Linked DNA regions of Triticum aestivum: region 2 is linked to region 1. Evidence: chromatin contacts called from public Hi-C data. All regions are on one chromosome and are shown on one strand. The core of a region is the stretch at or near the end of the contact, and the rest is flanking DNA. Distances in the headings are between cores, read along the strand shown.

Evidence for each region. A called contact is a pair of places that touch in the nucleus more often than the background predicts.
Region 2: a contact with region 1 is called in a Hi-C map of leaf, with 5 times the contacts expected there. The contact joins the promoter of LOC123085443 here to the promoter of LOC123085442 in region 1. A contact is called at or near these places in 4 of 5 Hi-C or Micro-C datasets (leaf and an unstated tissue) and 1 of 1 datasets of contacts at active chromatin or transcription factors (leaf).

Annotation. Positions count from the first base shown.
Region 1 is chr4A:105,187,365-105,190,064 of IWGSC CS RefSeq v2.1, forward strand. It overlaps LOC123085442 (oxysterol-binding protein-related protein 3A), which reads left to right and starts at 1,269. Exons shown (of 10, transcript XM_044507072.1): 1 at 1,269-1,718; 2 at 2,587-2,680. The coding sequence starts at 1,603.
Region 2 is chr4A:105,539,405-105,542,104 of IWGSC CS RefSeq v2.1, forward strand. LOC123085443 (telomere repeat-binding protein 5) reads left to right here and starts at 1,405. Exons shown (of 10, transcript XM_044507073.1): 1 at 1,405-1,685; 2 at 2,615-2,700.

The DNA of each region.
Region 1 (2,700 bases), core at 19-2,518:
AAATTTCTTTATTGTAACATTATGTTAACTAAAAATCTGGTAGCCGTGACCTTGATATTCCCTGTAGAGACAGCAAAAAATAGAATAAAAAGTTTCATTACAATTGGTGATTGAATGTCAAATGGCAGTGATTTTATATCAATGTGTGGGAGGTTGATGAAAGATTGCGTGCAGAGTATACCAATGAAAAACATCATTTATTTAGATGAGCTATTACCAAAACAGATATACTATATTTCTAGCTGAAGTTAACAATGCTAAAATATTTCATTGGGCGGCAACTTGAGGGAAAGAAACATACATATAAGCCTATTCTGAAATGTCTAGAAATATTGAAGCTTCAGCACGGCGCTCCAGCATCCGTGGAGGAGATGCACCGTTTTGGACATGTTGGTCAACTTCTGTTGCTTGAGGGGTTGATCACGAGCGTAGTATAGGCCGACGGCGGGGAGGTGGTTTGTGTCGGGGAAGAGGGCGACGCTGGGGAGGAGGCCAATGATGTGGAAGAGGGTGATGAAGGGAGGAGGACGGCGGTAGGAGAGGGAGGCAATGGAGTGGTGGCGAGCTAAATAGAGTGAGGTGGAGGGTTGGCGGTTTGGCGGTGGCGAGCTTGTGAGAAGGGAACAACGGCGGCGTCATGAATAGCGCTTCGACTGGGTTCTTCAGAAGGGGGATTCAGAACTAAGTTATGCCACTTGGCGATGGCATTGTCGTCGTAAACATATTAAGCTATATGATTCGACTTCACAAAGCTAAGCTTCGGCAATTTCACCAAATTATACTATGAGAGGCCTCCGATCCGCGTAGTTGGTTAAGCATGGAGTTGAAGCAGATCCGAGCAATCCCTGAACTAAAATTCTGCTTTTGGACATCAACATATCAAACCGAAACAAGACTGATTGATGCGTCTACCCTACCGGTGGTTGAATAAAATTTTGTAGGTCTTAATGTCACCTCATGATACTATTCATACTTTTCATTCTAAAAAAGCCATTCGTTTAACGGCACTGTCACCCGAGCAACGCAACGCACGGGCACACTTGTACTCCCTCCGTTCCAAAATAGATGACCCAACTTTGTACTAAAGTTAGTATAAAGTTAAGTCATCTAATTTGGACCGTTCCAAAATAGATGACCCAATTTTGTATTAAAGTTAGTATAAAGTTAAGTCATCTAATTTGGAACGGAGGGAGTACTATCTAAGAAATCGCCGGTGTAGCGAGTGAGAAACGGCAACGGTCCACCGGCGACAGAGTTGGAATTGTAAACGGGGCGGAATCAGCGAGGGCATCCTGGTCATCTCGCCTACCCACGTTGCGCTTCAAGCGGCCGGTTCGCTTCGCCGACTGCTCGGCCTTTTCTTCTCACCACCCGCGGCCGTTCCAAATTCTCTCGTCTCGTTCTAGTATTCCTGCTCCCACACGGCGACGTCGCCATCGCCATCGCTGCCGCTCTCTCCTCAGCAGCGCTCCTCTACCACCACCTCCTCTAGGCAGGGGTTAGCGGCCGCCCCCTCCGCGTGCGCCGTCCCAAACCCTAGCATATCCCCCTCCCCGACTCCTCTGCGCCGGAGCTTCCCTCCGACCGCGCAGATCGCCGGCGATGGGGTCCAAGGACCAGGACCTGGCCGCGTCGTCGGGCGGTGGCGGAGGCTTCTTCTCCTCGATCGCCGCGGGCGTGCGCAGCTGGGGCACCGCCGTGCACAAATCGGTCAACGGGTGAGTCTCCGCGCCGGCCTACCTACCTACCTACCCGATCTCTTCAGATCCGCCTCGAGCTCTCCCGATTTCTTCGGGAACTATGCATATGCTTACCGCTGCCTCTCCGCCATTTGATCTGTTGCTTCCACGCGCGATCTCAGCTCCTTGGTGTCGGCCCCGTGAGCTGATTTTGGCGAATTGTGGAATTGCGTGCTTCGTTTGAGTTCCAAGCTCGAGACTTTAGCGATCGTAGTGTTACATGATCTCGTACTATCGTTTGTTGTAGCTCAATGATTGCACTGTCCGGTGAGTAGCTTAGTTGCTGTTTTGTAGAAACACTGTAGAGATCACTGATCTGTGTGTTCAGCATGTAGAAAAAGCAATTCCTACCTAATACTAGTATGATATACTCTCTCCGTTTCTAAATATAAGCCTTTTTTTAGAGATTTCAATACGGACTACATTCGAAAGGGCTTATATTTAGGAACGGAGGGAGTAGTCAATAATCGGTTGAAGTTGATTCTTTTTCTGGATATCTAGTATACTAGCATGTAATGCCTCAAATAGGATATTGTGAAAGTTAAGTACATGCAATTTCTGTATGTGCAATTCAAAGCAGACAGGGTGTGCTCTGCACTGAATTGCGGCGCAAGTGGTGGATGCAGATTTAAGTTTGGCATACTGCGAAAGTGACATGCACATCATTTGGCATCTCTTCACTTTATTCTTCTCTTTTGCATTTTGCGGCTTGAATTCTTCTGAAATGTGCTTGCTGTCAGATGTCTATCTGTCTCCCCTGTAAATATATATTCTTTTAGTTGAAGAAATTTGTGTTCTTTACTTGGTACTTTCAAACAATTAATGAACAGTTTTGTGCTGTCTACAGGTTGGTTGGCTATGAAGGGCTTGAAGTTATCAACCCAGATGGAGGCACAGACGATGCGGAAGCAGAGGCTATGAAGGGGCGATGGAAACAGGAGGTGAGGATCAAGGATTTAAC
Region 2 (2,700 bases), core at 155-2,654, 350 kb after region 1:
TTCAATGGCTGATTTTGTAGTAGTATTTTTAGATACAACAATATGATATAACCAAATAGAGGAGCTATATCTAAATATATGTTTAATGCATGTGATATAGCTTAAGATATGATGCATTGGGAGTGCCTCTTTAGAAATATATTGATGTCTTCTTACACTTTTTGTTTTCTTTTTCTTAGCAAACAAGCTAGATTTTAAAAAAGAAGTGATTTAGCTTACATTTATACAATTGAATAGTATTACTCGAATTTACCTATATAAGAGTTGCCAGATATTTTTTTGTACCTGGTCTAGTTTTATGAAATAGGAGTACATATTTATTCTGAAAGGAACTATACATTTGGAAGGCCTTTAGGTACTAACAAGCTATTTTCTCTAACCGGCGTAGTAATTAAACTAGATTTAATTGTACAAGTTATTTTGAACTAATTGGACTTTTTTTTATTATGCTAGTTCAATGAATTTTGGTTCTGCCATAGTTGGTAAAAGAAGAAAGTAATTACTCATCTTGTGATCTTGGGCCATTATACATAGTACATAGCATAATCAAACCCGCATACTAGTATTTCTTCATGAACAATGTACGTAAGATTACTATAATTATGGGAACGACCCGCATGATAAGTGAATTACACTAAGCGCATCTATATATTACAAAAACTAGGCCAACGTCCTTGAGGATATTATTAGTGACTGTACATTTACAATGCTAAAATTTGCAATCGCATGCGTTATTTCGTTGAGCATTGTGCACCCTCCAAACCCACAAAGGCCACGAACTTGTTATCTAAAAATTATCCGGCCCTGCTGCCCTGCCCCGAAGAAGCTCCGGAATCTTAGCACCTTTTCGAGCATCACCCCTGAACATTCTCCTCCACCAGCACCGCATGCATAGCCTCTCAAAACCCCCGCAAAAAAGAGAAAAAGCCGCAAGAAAATCCGAGGCCTCCCAAATTAATCCAGGGGAAACCCCCTAATCTAATTGTTTCCCCACGTTTCTATTTCGCGACTGCTAAAAACGGCCCGCTAATCTCCTCCCTAAACCCCCAGCGATTAACAGGGATCGCTCCTCGCGTTCGTGGCTACGAGAGACTCAAGGACCGCCCGCGATCCAACGGCGGTGGGCGCCCTCAGGAAACCGACGGCCGGGATCCTCGCCGCGTGGCGCGGGGCGGTGGGTCCACGGAAACTACTCCCGCCTGTAGGAAAAAGCTCCCTCGCGTGGAAGGGCGCTGCCGCTCGTTGGATCGGGGACGGGGGGCAGGTGGACGGCGACGAGTGGAGGAAGCGGTCGTTGGCGTGTGGGCGACCGGGTGCAGGCGGTGGGCGCGTGGTTTAACAGGGAGCAGCAGGTGGCGTGGGGTTGGGGGGTTTAAGAAGGGGGGGTTGGTTTTGAGGGGTTTTGGCCAAACCACACCACACGTCCGCGACAGGGGAGGGGAGAACCGGAGGAGGAGGAGGAGGAGAGAGGGAAAATAAATAAAAAGGGAAGCCACAAGAGAGAAGCGAAGGCGAGGGGAGGGAAGCGAGCGAGGGAGGGGGAGGAGGAGGAATAAACCAGCGCGCGGTCGCCTGCCTGTTGGGTGCGGGATCTCGCCGGAGGGTTCCGCCGCGGAGCCCCGTACGGTGATCCGGGGCCGGTTGGTGGGGGCGATCGGAGGCCGCCGTGGATCTCTGCCTCTGAGGTGAGTCCGGCCACGGGGTTCCGTCGAATTGTGCTGAATTGCGAGCCTCTGTGCCTGGGGCTCGCCTTCGTTGCTTGGGTTTGGGGAATTCGGGGAACTGGGGCTGCCTGGGGTTTTCTTCCGGCCTCCGGGGAGGCCCCAAGCCCATTTCTGCCTGAAACTCTTTTGCTTTGCTGTGATCGGCGGGTTCCGACGCCGGTCATGGTGAGAATTCGGGAAATTTGGAGCGGGAGGCCGCGCATTTCGAGCTGTTCGTCTCAGGCCGCCCCATTTCGGACGAAATTCGCGTCGAATTGCGGGAATTAGGCGCCAAGATCCGATCTGGCGCCCGGCGATTTGAGAATTCTTGCTTGGTTTTCACCCACTGGGCTTGCTCTTCTTTCCCTCTTTTTTTTTTAACCGACGCGTCCGCTTTCCTTTTGGCAGTTGCTTAATCTTCACGGATTCCGATGCATGTGAGTTTTTTAAAGGCTTTTCTCTTTGATCGCCTGGCGTGCTGGTTTGGTTTGCCCGGCGAATTTAATTTTCTTGGGTGCATTTAATACGGCGGCGAAACCATTTCAACCCAAAGATTGTTCTCTCCGCTTACTAGTAATTTGGATCACGAGAGCAAGTACGAATTCCCTCCATTTCCTGTGTTCTTTTGATGAAACCAATTGGGTTTGGAGCGCAGCTGGTTTAAAAAATTCTCATCATTTCGGGCGCTCCATGCCCGGCCCTATCCTCCTGGGGTTTTGGGACTACAATTTTTGTAATTAATTGCACTGCTAACTATGATCATCCCCTGTTTAATTAATCAAGGGTTTATCCGAGATTTATCCTGACTTGTTGCGGAGATCCCAACGAATGATCTTTCCTTTTTGTACTATAGCAACCACGTATCTTTTGTTGTTATAATTGCTAATGGGATTTTAATAATTTATTTGCAGATCTGTGTTCTGGGACGAACCATGAGCAGCGCAACCACCGGTTGTTAACTCTGTAAATTACAAGCAACCGAAACGAGGCGCAAGAA